Linked DNA regions of Mus musculus: region 2 is linked to region 1. Evidence: chromatin contacts called from public promoter capture Hi-C data. All regions are on one chromosome and are shown on one strand. Each heading gives the region's core, a stretch centred on a gene start, on an enhancer-like site or on the middle of the called end of the contact. The rest is flanking DNA. Distances are from core to core; before and after follow the strand shown.

The links. Promoter capture Hi-C pulls out the DNA fragments that hold promoters and counts their contacts.
Region 2: a contact with region 1 is called in a promoter capture Hi-C map of hippocampal neurons, with 3 times the contacts expected there. The contact joins the enhancer-like site here to the promoter of Exoc3l4 in region 1. A contact is called at or near these places in 11 of 39 promoter capture datasets (the 3T3-L1 cell line, the HPC-7 cell line, HPC-7-derived erythroid cells and 6 more), 9 of 484 Hi-C or Micro-C datasets (B cells, the G1E-ER4 cell line, cardiomyocytes and 4 more), 3 of 115 datasets of contacts at active chromatin or transcription factors (astrocytes, bone marrow-derived macrophages and pancreatic cancer cells) and 1 of 9 other capture datasets (embryonic stem cells).

What each region holds. Positions count from the first base shown.
Region 1 is chr12:111,414,653-111,421,180 of GRCm38.p6, reverse strand. Exoc3l4 (exocyst complex component 3-like 4) reads right to left here and starts at 3,751. Exons shown (of 14, transcript NM_001289487.1): 1 at 3,427-3,751; 2 at 2,317-2,421.
Region 2 is chr12:110,930,689-110,937,216 of GRCm38.p6, reverse strand. Tecpr2 (tectonin beta-propeller repeat containing 2) reads right to left here. Exons shown (of 20, transcript NM_001289510.1): 8 at 5,485-5,817; 9 at 3,585-4,600; 10 at 758-941. Among named protein-coding and RNA genes, the nearest start is that of Tecpr2, 45 kb to the right of the region's middle. Within about 2 kb of position 4,211, at least 29 of the 459 cell types and tissues checked have an H3K27ac peak or open chromatin away from gene starts, as enhancers often do. A contact at or near this core is called in bone marrow-derived macrophages, cerebral cortex and hippocampal neurons, where this site is marked.

The sequences.
Region 1 (6,528 bases), core at 2,502-5,001:
GGTGAAAGAGAAGAGACAGCCTTCCCGGCCACTGGAACCTCCTGCCCACCACATTGTGCAAGCCAGACAAAAGTGGGGGATGGTGATTGGGCCAGCAAGCTCTCCCTATGCTCTTTGAGAAACTGAGCTAAAAGAAGGGTTGGATGGAGCTGAAAAGATGGTTCAGTGGTTAGGAGCACTACTTGCTCTTGCAGAGGACCCATGTTCAATTTCCAGCACCCACACAGTGGCTCACAGCCATTTGTAACTCCAGTTCCAGGGCAACCAATAGGCTCTTCCTACCTTCGAGGGCACTGGGCACACACATGGTACACAGACATACATCCAAGCAACACACACACACACACACACACACACACACACACGCACGCACATGCACACGTACACGCACACCATAAAGAAGCAAATAAATAAATCTTTTTAAAAAAGAAAGAAGAGGAGGGGGAGGAAGAGGAGGAAGAGGAGGAGGAAGAAAGGCTTGACCCAATAGAGGCATAGCTCCCAGCCTTCTTTAGGGCTTCTTACCATACCAGGACAAATCTAAGTCGGCCAGACCCCTGGGTGAGTCAGAAAGCAACTGCCCTTCCCTGGACTTAAGGCATGCTGGACAGAGGCTGCCCCCTAGGGTTTCGCCCTCCAGCAAGGAATCTGCTAGAGTCAGCTGAGACCTGGATTTCTGGAGCTCCAGAGGCCACCAGCAGCTTCACGGAAGCCCAGTAGAGGGAGGGAAGCTCAGATGATTGGTTGGGGCCTTATCAGCCCCACCCTGACCACAGGTCATCATCTGGCCTGCCACCCAGGTTCAGGGACCCTGCCCCACACAGAGCTGACATTAAATGGCAGTCTCTGGCCAGCTCCTTCATCTAAGGTGACCTTCCGTGCCTAGTGTGAGAGATGGCACCTGCCCCTGCTGCATTCTCTGGACTCCCTGACCACAGGGGTGTTGGGAAAGGATAAGACGGGTCCCTGCCTTGGTTGGTAAGAGTTCATCTTGATTTACAAAGCACTGACTATGTGTCCCTCCCAGTGCTGATGCAGATGTGGTCCCCACAATTCCCCCTGAGGCGTGTTATCTGTTCCATTTGAGGAACCCACTGCTCAGAAAGGGGAAGGATCCAGCCTCCAGCCACTCAGCCTGGCCCACCATGTCTCTTCAGAAGCTATGAACAACGGGTGGCCGGTGTGTGCTCCTGACTAGAGGATCAGATGTCACCCCCAAAAAAGTTCTTTCTCTGTGAGGACCACAAGAGAGTCAGACTTGGCAGTCCTTGCAGGGGAGCCTGGGGGCAGATTCTGGATAGGGAGGGACACCTGGACACGTGAAATCTCAAGGCTACACAGGAGTCTCTGGGCTCATGGTACTCACCCACCTTCATATCAAGCCAGGCCTGTCCTAAAGAGCCATCGCGGCCACCAAACAGCCCCTCTGGCTGCAGCCACATCTCTTTTGGCTCTGCAGCTCTCAGCAGCTACCCAAACCATTCTTGACCCCCCCTTATGTGACTCCCCCAGTACCCTCAAGCCACCCCAAGCCCTATAGCTTGGCATTCAAATTCTTCTCTTTCTAGATCAACAATTCTTTGCTTCACTCCTGGGCATGCATGTTAGCGCATGGGACCTCCTCCATCCTGCTGAGTGTGCCAGTTTTGGTCCCCCCTCGAGCTGTGTCCCCTCCTGATCCCCTCTCTCTTTGGTCTCCACATTGGACCTGTTTTTTAGGACACAGTGACTTCCTGTCATCCAAGGAACCCTCAGCTCTGTGTCATCTGCTCCGTGGCTCCTCAGGGCTGACTCTACTGTGTCAGAGTCTCCTCCAGGCTTGAGAGTCTGTCTGCCTCCTCTCTCTTTCACCCGAGAGTGCAGTTCAGAAGTATGGACTTTCTAGGGTGGGTGGGTGCCCCACTCAAGGATGGCCTGGTCAGGTGTCATTCTGGTGCCCACTGGGATGATCTGGTGCCCACCGGGATGATCATGGACCCTATCCCCATGCCTTCCCTCTGTGGCCACAAGGCCCGTCCTGATCCTCCAGCGCCCATTTCCACTGCTGTCACTCCCTGACTGACTTGGCGTTAAGGCTGGAGATCCTGCAGATCCATGACAGTCTGGGCCCTGAGCTCACCTCTTTCCCGGTCAGTACCAACTGCAAGGCTAGGTACAGGGAAGTCAGCATGGCCCCTCCAGCTGTGGCCATGAGGTTAGGTCTAGATCTCCCCCACATCTGGCCTTGTTTCTACTTTTTTCTAGACCTTCCCTCTTGCACCAACTCCCACTCTCTGTTTCTCTCTGGGACGAACGACATCCTTCCTCCCCACCTACCGTAGGACCAGGCTATCCCCTGTCCTTCAAAGCCCCAGGGGCAACCACTGCCAGCAGGTTGTGGCGTCCGTGCCTTGAAACCTTCCCTGCAAGCTGAGTCCTTTCCTGAAAATATGGAACAGGGCAAGAAAATATGGTTTCAATCCGCCTCAGTGCTCGCCTTCGAGATCTAGTGAAATCAACAAGCTAGGAAAATCAGTAAGAGCTGCAAATGTCAGAAGCAAGCAGTTCCGAAAAATCCTAAGCGCGGTTATTATGGGAATAACAAGAGTTTAGTAAATTCCATGTGTTGATTTTGCAAACACGATCAGTAGCTGTTCTATGTGCCAGCCAGGCCTATTTTAAAAAAGACACAGGCTCCCTTCACAGTTGCCAAAATAAAAACATCCCTGGTAGCCACCCCCCACTGAAGGACAGACTTTCACTGAAGGACAGACTTCTTAAGTAGGCACACAAGGCTTTTCCTCGGGTTTGTCTTGCTTTTCTCTGTTGCCCCTCTGCGTCCCAGGACTCATTCCCTGTCCAAGCCTTTCTGGGAGTTGCCCCTCATCTTCCAGCTGCTGAGAGCTTCCTTGGGGCTCTTCCTCTGAGAAGCTCACCCTTTTCTGGGTCTAGCTCCAGCCCTAGATAGTAGTTATATGATCTGAGATCTTTCTGCCACTTGGCCAGGAGCCTCCAGGGAGCAAGGAATGAGCCTGGCTCAGACCCATGATGGGGCCAATAAATAAATGTCAGGTACCCAAGGAATGGTGTGGCCCTGCCATGATTGTGAACCTGTGGTACCTCTTTCAGATCTTCGTGCTAGCTAGCTCCAGTGCCTCGCCGTGTGTGTGATTGTCTTGTAATATGTGTGTGCGTCTTCCGTGTCTGTGTCTGTAGGCCTCATGGATGTCTCTGCTCTCTGCAAGTGTGTGTGGCTGTTTATGTGTTCGGATGTGCGTATATCTCCTGTGGCTGAGTTGGTATTCTAGTTCAGCCGTCCTGGGCTTGGAGCCCAGACCCTTGACAACAAAGCCAACTAACACAGCCAGAGTAGTCTCAGCCTCTTGGGTCCCCACCCACGGCCCCAAACACCCTCACATCCTCCTGCCCCACCTGGCTGGGTCTTACCTGATAGGCACGCAGACAACTGCACCCAGGCAGCAGAGGTCCTAAGCAAGCCAGCCAAGCAGGATCCTGAGACCAGGTCCAGGAGAGAGATGGCTGCCAGCACAGCCCAACTGGTGGACCAACAGCTGGGACTTCCCAGCCACAGGACCGCCCTGACCCACTCTCTACTCGGACCCCATACTTTCGCTTTCAGAAAAGTTCCACCCCTTTCATTCCAGAGACAACCACTCTAACCTTTGATCAGCCACAGTCCCGGAGCTTGCCTGAGCCTGATCGGAGCTTGACAGGGAGAGACTGGGGAGGGGAGGCTAGGGAGGGCCCTAAGGGAAGCTGGGGAGGTGGAGATTAGTGGAGGAGAGGTTAGGGAGGTGGGGCTAGGGGAGGAGGATGCAGCAGCGGGGGCTGGGGACCACCGAGGATTGTCAGATCCTGACCACTGCCAGAGGTAAGATAAATGGGAGGTTTTTACCCCCTAGTGCTCAAGCCCAGAAAGTCTCCTCTCTCCAGCCAAGGGCTGCAGCTCCAGGCCAGTCTAGGACGTTCACTCCAGTGCCCCCTATGCTTGCCCGAGCTGAGAAGCAGAGAGCAGAGACCTGTTAGGGAAGTTTTCTGTAATGCCTGGGGCACCAGGTGTGAGCCATACACTGCTCCGGAGTGCTGGTGGGAGAGGACCGAGGGACCGCAGGGGCTCACACTCAGGAATGACAGGCAGCCTTCTAGGCAGAAGCAGCGCAGCATGAACAGCGTGGAGGAGGGGCTGTTGTGAATGGCTTCGGAACTCAGGCCTTCTGCTTTCACAAAGACTCAGACAGGAAGCTTTTCTCGGAGAGGGCCATGGAGATTTCAGAAGAGGCACGTCCCCTGATTTCAGGGGGATTCCACAGTCAGCGTCTTAAGAAAAAAAACTTGGAGGAAATCCAAGGACACATTCATGACTGACCTGCTCTGTACCTGGGTACAGTATGGATGCTCTGGTTACAGTACTCAGTACTGAGTACTCAGTACTGGGCTGTGAGAACACAGCGCCACACAGGCTATACTCTCCCGGTTTGGGGGACCTGAGGGCTAAGGTCTTGACTCTTCTGAGGCTACCTCTTTTTTCCTCTTCCTCCTCCTTTCCTTCGTCTTCCTCCTCCTCCCCCTCTTCTACTTCTTCTGGAGACAGGGTCCCACTATGTATTCTTCTATGTCCTGTGGCTCACTATGTAGACCAGGCTGGCTCTGTAAGCACAGAAATTGGATTAAAGGCATGTGCCATCGTGCCTGGTGCTCTCTCTCTTTATGTGTTCTTTCCTCTGTATGTGTCTGTCCAGTTTTCTCTTCTTTATAGCATGTGGAGTGTGGTGGTTTGTATGTGCTCCATCCAGGGAGTGGGACTATTTGGAAGTGTGGCCCTGTTGGAGTAGGTGTGTCACTGTGGGTGTGGACTTTAAGACCATCATCCTAGCTGCCTGGAAGTCAGTGTTCTGCTAGCAGCCTTCAGATGAAGATGTAGAACTCTCAGCTCCTCCTGCACCATGCCTGCCTGGATGCTGCCATGTTCCTATCTTGATGATAATGGACTGAATCTCTGAACCTGTAAGCCAGCCCCAATGAAATGTTGTCCTTATAAGAGTTGCCTTGGTCATGGTATCTGCTCACAGCGATAGAACCCTAACTAAGATAGCACACTAGGTAAGCTCTCTGAGGCAAGATAGATAGAAGGGTGGGCAAAGCGTGGGAACATGAGAATAAAAGGAGCCCCCCTAGTTGCAGTACCTCAGCAGCAGGCAAGGATCCTGTGTGATCAACGCCTGCAGAAGGCCTTTCTCCCCCGCCAGCTATAAATCTTTGATTTTTCTAGGAATTTCCTCCACAAAACCCCTCACGTATAGAGAAGACATGTACTAAACTCCTTGAGAAAGATCATCAAATTGTTATTGCATACAAGACATCTCCATCACCACTACCACTCATTTATCAGAAGAATGGGAAATGGAGAAAAATAATGCTTTCTTGGTAACCTCAGAGATACAACTTGAGAGTCACCAAGACCAGGGATCTATGGCTAAGGTTAGGGCAGCTTAGTCCCCTGCTGAGCCCCCCTGAGCCGGCTGACTCCTCCCGTGGGCATGTCTTACTTTCTGCTATTCTCCCAACATGTCCTCCATTAAGTCTTACTCTTTCCCCTAACGTCACGTGTAATCCTATGTTAAAGTTTTATTAAAGATCTTTAATAAAAATCTCCAACTCTACTTCAGACTGGCTAGTCCTAAAATTCTTTTCTTCACTAAAGACATAAGTCTCCATTTAGCATAAATTGGGTCTGTAAAAGACGAAGAGGGTCTTAAGGCTGGCGAAGGTGACAGCGCAGTGCTGTGTCTCTGCATCCTCTTCTGGGAGACAACATAACAGCTTAACTATATACCCAGCCTCCCAGTTGACCTGACTTTAACTGATTGTCTTTTTAAAGACCCTATCTCCATATAAGGTCATGTTCTCAGGTTCTGGAGCTAAGGGTTCAACATATAAATAATGGATTTGATGATACAAGGCATATTACATCACCCCATGCTATTTGGAGACAGGCCAAGTCAGACAGAAGCCATCAGAACCACCTCCAGGATGCCCTCCAGTTAATTACTTTTCAGTAATTATAGCTCCCTAGGTGGAACTACCAATCCAAGCCCAAGAGGTACCCGGCTGGACCTTTCCCCTCGGCTCAGCCTGACCTGCCTATTGGCTCCCTTTAAGGAGGCTGCCCTGGGCTCAGGGACCTACCCACCACCACACAGTCGACTGGAGATACCAAGACTGTCTCCAACTCAAATGTAAGTCCTGGGATCTCCAAGTTCAAATTGCTTGAAGTCTAGCCTCATAAGTCCAAGCAGGAAGACTTTGATCTCTTTCTGACTGCTGTGTCTATGCTGCCTCAGAAATCTAATACCCAGGACCAGGAGGATTGTTCTAGGCCTCTCCCAAAGTCTCACCAAACCCCGGACTGAGCATGCCCATGAGGCTGTGATATGTTCTTCTTTGATTTTGTTGCTGGTTGGTATTTTTGTGTTCTTAAACATTCTTTTCATCAAAGTAGAATTTTAAATTATATATATGTGTGTAATA
Region 2 (6,528 bases), core at 2,962-5,461, 480 kb after region 1:
TTCTCCTCCACGATGCCCACTGCTTCAAAAGAGATAAGCACATATCTAGCATTAGGAAAATGCGAATGAAGTATAGTGGGGTTATGCCTATAAGCCCAGCTCTTGGGAGGCTGAGGCAGGAGGACCCAGTCTGAGGCCAGCCAGAACTCCACAGTGAATTCAAGGTCAGCTTGTGCTATACAGCCATGTCTAAAACCAAAACAAACAGAAATAAAGAAAACCACAAGTACACGAGTCTCCATAGATGAGGGAGTTATCTCAGCCTAACAGACTGTATTCAAAATAAGTCTCCTGGGTTCACTAAAATGCGAAACAATGCACAAAAGTGTGAGGCCTTTGCGACTGCAGTCAGGGAACATCCAGCACACACCTACAGGCCTGGCCTGGCCTCACTACTTCAGTTGTTTTAGAGCAACACTGACAAACCGAAATATGTTATTTTTATGAGGATTTAATGTTCCAACATGGGGAGAAAATAAAAAAAAAACCTCAAAACTCAAATTATTTGTATAGCTTACAAAAATATGTTCCTTGTGTTATTTCTGTAATTAATAAAATAAAAAACCAAAAAAATCAAGCAAGTATGCCGAACACCCATCACCCTAACCAGTGTCAAAGGAAGCATTCATGATCTTTAACAGTACCCAGCTAAGCTGGCAGGAAGGTCAATCTGTTGACACTGCTGTTGCCAAAGGAGAGCTGCCCTAGGAGCTGGGAGCTGTGTTGGGGGTTGGGAAGTAGGAGCTGGGAGGCAAACCTGAGGGAGAGACTGCCATCTGCTGGACAGCATCTTCAAACCTCTGCCAGCGCAGCCCTGCACCAGGCAGGGGACTGCAGAACAGGCCACCTTTGTAGTCCAGGCACCAGAGAAACTTTTCCGAGACCGCCAAGCTGAGGATGCCATAGCCAGGAGCCGAGTAGCCCATCCAGCTCTCTGCAAACTAACAAGGACAGAGGCCAGTGAGTTCTGTGCAGGGGACACGGCTGCCTTCATCACACTGTTACCAACAAGGCAAGTAGGCAGGATACTGACGTCAAAGGATCCTTGAGAAGCCTTGCCTAACCCCGCTCTCCTTGGATCCAGTCCCAGAAACATTCTGGAATAGGAGTTCTGGTCCTTGTGGAAGATCCCATAGCATCCTTGGATAACACTTTCACACAGCATAATACCCTTCCTAAGTAATGCTCGAAGGTGTAACCAACCACTCGTCAAAACAAGACATTGTCACCTTGCAAGTCCACACTCAAGAACCATACAACCCCTCCCACAAAAAAGTCTGCAACAGAAAGCATAACATTTAAAGTAAGTTCATGATTTGACAATTGGGCTATGTTTATAGCTATCCTGGTGCACATGCCCTGCACAGAATACAGGCCATGAATGCTTAGGACTACATGACATCACATCAAGAGACCTTACTTTATACAAGGTCATCAACACATGTATGTAAATCATCTTTCTGTACACTTAACTTATGACAGATACCCTATGGGAACAGCATCACAACTATCTACACTACAGTCTTTCAAGCCCTGTGCTAACCTCTGGACTCCTGGCCTGCTGTATGGGAACAGCTGGGGAAGTGTGGATGAGATTCTGTCTCAATTCTGCACACTAAAGCTTTGTTGCTATTCTTTTCATTTGTATTACTTGTCTAATGTAACCATGTGTATGCACACACACACACGAGTGTGCCTTATACATAGCACATGTGTGGCAGGCAGAAGACTTGTGAGAGCTGGTTCTGTCCTTCCACCATATGGATCCTAGAGACGGCACTCAGGTCCTCAAGCTTGGTGTCAGCCCTAACCCACTGACCTGTCATGCTGGTCCCATGGTGCTAGGATTTGTTTAAAAGTCAAAGCTAAAAAAGGTTTACTTTAGACACACTTGTACAAATACCTGATATGGAAGCTAGTGTTATGAAAGAGAATGGTTTCTACCTTTTCTCCACCTGGCTTTGTTCACCATAGCAAACTTTTCACTTAGCCCTTGTCCTATAAAACAAACAAACAACCCAACATTTCTCAGCTTTTCTGCTATTTGGAGCAAGACCAGGTACAGCAAAGCTTGGTAGATAACTTCAGAGCTCCAGGATCCTTTTCCATGGGCGAGGGCTTTCTTAAGCTAAAGTTCTAAGATATACCAACAGATGTGATCTGCCAACTAACACTCTATATCAGGTGACCACACTGCTGTGGTTTCCCATAGCTCTTCCCATAGTGACAGCTAGCTGCCACTTGCAGTGAGCTCCCAGCATGGACACATACACTGTCAGTTAAGAGCACTTAGGAAGCAGTGCACTGAAAAGATGAACACAGGATGCAGAACAAGCCGCCAAGTTCTGTACATTCACTTCTAAGATAGAACACAGAGACGGGGAAGTCCTGGGCTACCCTGACTTCACTTGTAGCGTGATCCGGTGCATGCACTACTTTACCATTCTGAGGCTCAACTTCCTCCTCCATACAACGGGGCAACTAAACCTGGGTCCTATTTTGTTTGTTTTTTTTTTGTTTTTTGGGTTTTTTTTTTTTTACAGATTGATTTACTTATGAGTACACTGCCACTGTCCTCAGACACCCCAGAAGAGGGCATCGGATCCCATCACAGATGGCTGTGAGCACCATGTGGTTGCTGGGAATTGACCTCAGGAAGGACCCCTGGAAGACTAGTCAGTGCTCTGACCTAAGTGCTCTCACCTGCTGAGCCATCTCTCCAGCCCCCCTAGTTTGTTTTTACAGAAGTGATTTAAGTGTGTGAAGTGCTCAGCCCGGAGCTGCACATGGTGCAAGCTGGTAAGCGTCGTGCTCTCAGCTCTGATGATGCAGGAGTGGGCCTCACATCAGCTCCTAGGGAATGTGCTGGTACACGGCTAGCTCTGAAGCCAAACATATTTGCTATGCCAAAGAAAATCAGTACTTAAACATCATTTTTAGGGCTGGGCGTAGTGGCACGAGACTTTGATGCCAGCACTCAGAAGGCAGAGGCAGGTGGAATTCTGAATTCAAGGTCAGTGTGGTGCACAGAATGAGTTAGAAACCCTGTTTTTAAAAGTAATTTTAAATATAAAACTCCCAAGAACAATAAATTGCACTGGTCAAGAGGCCCCACAGCAGACTGGGGCTTCCCTCTGCAGTGTGTCCTGGGCTCTATGAGGACACTGCAGAAGCAGCATTTCTAGAGAGGTCCCCAGTTCACACTGATGTACCTACGAGTGAATGGACTATGGGGAAGGCAGGAACTATACATCACATACGTGCTCAGAGCAAACAGTCCTCTGCACAGTGGTGTTCCAATGACCTCAGGCTACCTTAAGGGCCCATACTGCTGTGGCCTTGAAAGATTACACTTTTGTTGGTAGGAGGTTAACTGAGCCGGATCAGAAGTAATATAGTTCAAATGATTCAGAGTGTCTGAATTGGAAATTCCCCCAAACCCAGACTTCAAAGCTGCGATTGTGCTGTACTACAATTTCCATAAGAAGGAAAATGGTTGAGTCTGCCATGCATGCTCTTTAAAGGAAAAGCAGCAGCTGCCATGGCCACCACACTAGTTATGTTTCCTGCATCAGCACACAGACCTGATCTGCCTTGAGCAGGGTGGTTTCCTCAGCACCTGGTTGGCTCAGGTCCTGCAGAGAGCGACCAGCTCCAAGCTCTGTGACACTTGTCTCTGAGGATGAAGATGGGAGTCCGTGGGCATAAATGTCTTCCTCATCACTGGATGTCACTGCCTGATCCTGGAAAGGTTGGTCCAGCCAATGTGCATGGGTGCTGGCCACTGAGGCAGAGGCAAGAGGAGTCACCTGTCCTTCCACATTTCCCATGTCACATTGAAAAGTGGGTGTTTCCTTCTGACCTGTGTTACTGTCAGTTAGTAAATGCCAAGGATTTGAGCTCAGGTGGCTAGGGACCGCCACATGGGTCAGGATGTCTGCTTCTGGGCTGGCCGTCTCGGTGGTGATGTCATACACTCCAATCCCAGGCAGCCACTGCTCAGCACCTGGGGGCCAGCTGAGGCTGGAAGGCAGCATACTTGAGTCCAGAAGAGGAGCTTCAGAAAACGTGCTCTGGGGGTCACTGAACTCCATGGTGTCTGCCTCCTGCTCCTCAGCAGAGCTGTTCTGTCCCCGCAGGCAGAACTCTGTATGTACTGCTGCATCAGCAGCAGGACCAGGCTGCTCATCAAGGCCTGAGATGATGTCAGCACCTCCCACATCCTCCTCTGGCTGCAAGGGTAAAGTCAGCACTCCACTGAGCAGGTCTGTGTCCTGTGTGTGGCTACACTGGGACGCTTCCTTCCCAGTGCAGTTTTCTTCATCCGTGGGGGTAGAGGCAGGGCCAGGGGCAGGGCCAGGCAGCTCTAGGACATGGAACGCTTCAGGACCACTGTTTTCCTGTGAGATTCCATTCACCTCACCCCCGAGGTTGCTCTCCTGCTCTGGAGATTCTGTGCTTAGCTGATCCATACTACTGCCCAGAGCACTTGAGGTCATGGACAAGAGGTCTGTGTTCAGGGACTGGGGGCTGTCGGCAGGGAGCTCGGAGCAGGGGGTTGACTCGAGGGAACTGGGGCAGGTGCTCTTGCTTCCACCTTCTGATTTAAAATGAGAACATTCACAGTAAGGCATGACTCTACACACACAACGAGAGTACTGAAAAAGCATTTGGCTCAAGAAAAAATTAATCTTTCTAGCTCCAGAATTTGGGAAGTAGAAACAGGAAGCTCATGAGTTTAGAGCCGGTCTGAGCTACACAGTAAGTTCCAGACTAGCCTCAGCCATTTGGTGAGACTCTGCTCTCACACCCCCATAAAAAGAAGAAGAAGAAAAAGAAAAAACCTGTTAAGTAAAAATGATCTTAGTACAACAATGTCCAGTGAAATGGACATTTCACTAGACACCGAATTTCATTAGTGCAATGCTCAGAAGTTGGAATAGGAATGACGCGTATGGATTAGAGGCCAACCTTTAAACTTGTCAAACGCACAAGGGCTCACTAATGCTCCTTTCAACACCGCAGCAGCCTTTAGCTGCAAAGCCTCAATAAGCCCCTAGGAGCGAAGTGCTTAAAACGTTCTGTGTCTGGGTAGTGGCACAGGGCTTCCATCCCAGCACTTTCGGGCCAGAGGTAGGAAGATCTCTGTGACTTCTGGGGCAGCCAGGGTTACACAGATATCTACCTCAAAAAAAGAAAAAAAAAATAGTTCTATGTTAAACCCCGTATCTGGTAACATGCCAACACAGAATGTAAGATGTCCAACAAATACAGCAGCAGGAACCCCTGCTTCAATGACTGTCCCACATGTCTGTAATGTCTCTGGTCTGATGAATGAAATACACAGTAAGCCAACATCTTATATTAAGTGCCCTTCAGTGACAAGCATCATCCCTTCCCAGCTGACGTGTACATCCCCAAAGGTTCTGGCCAGGCTACCCTAGGTGCCACACGAGTAAGTGTGCACTTGCCCGAGGACAGTACCTGTCTTTCTCTTCCTCCTCCTCTTCTTCACTTTGATAGGTTTCACAATAAGCTCCTGGTCAAAGTCTTCAGAGCTGATGACACTGAATCTCTGGGAGGATGGCTGACCACTCTGGCCCAGCTCAGAAGCAGCCTGAAGTCCAGGCAACAGTAGTCCAGAGCCACTGTCCGTGGAGTTGAGTGAACTGCTCCTGCTCCGTTGCTCACTGGCCACGGAACTTGCCACAGAAGAGCCTCGAAGCCTTGTCTCACAAACAGTGGCCCCCAGTGACTTCTCCAGATGCTGGCCATGGACCTGCTCAGAGCATCTTGTCATCTCCAGACCGTCTCTCACTGAGAAAGAAGAGATTGATTTACAGCTGGCTCTTTGGGAGATGGCAGGGTGCAGCACTCAGCCTGCCAGCCTGGGCACCAGAAGCCACGAAACACCCAACTTCATCCTGCTAAAGAAATCAAGCAGTTCCAAATTCTCCAAACCCAGAGAAACTCAAAGGATCCCACAGGAGACTCCAGGGGACTTTGTGTTCAGGGAAGCCCATGTAGTTAAGATCAGTAAGATAATTACTGTAGTTGTCTTTTGCAAACACCACCAGTGACAGAATACCACTAAATATAAAGCACTTCTCATTTCAATTTTAGAAACTTTTATAAATGTTTCTATATCAAGAAGGGTATAGTTAGGGCTGGTGAGATGGCTCAGTGGGTAAGAGCACCCGACTGCTCTTCCGAAGGTCTGGAGTTCAAATCCCAGCAACCACATGGTGGCTCACAACCATCTGTAACAAGATCTGATGCCCTCTTCTGGAGTGTCTGAAGACAGCTACAGTGTACTTACATATAATAAATAAATAAATCTTTAAAAAAAAAAAAGAAGGGTATAGTTAAATTCCCTACTTATACTATGCTTTCATTATACCTTGATATTATCTAAGAAGCATTCTAATTAAGTTCCTTGAAATTCAAGGAAGAGAAGCAGTTTCCCAGTAGAGTAGGTTCCCAACAGAGAACACATGGAGGTCAGTGTCAATGCATGGAGTAGGGTGA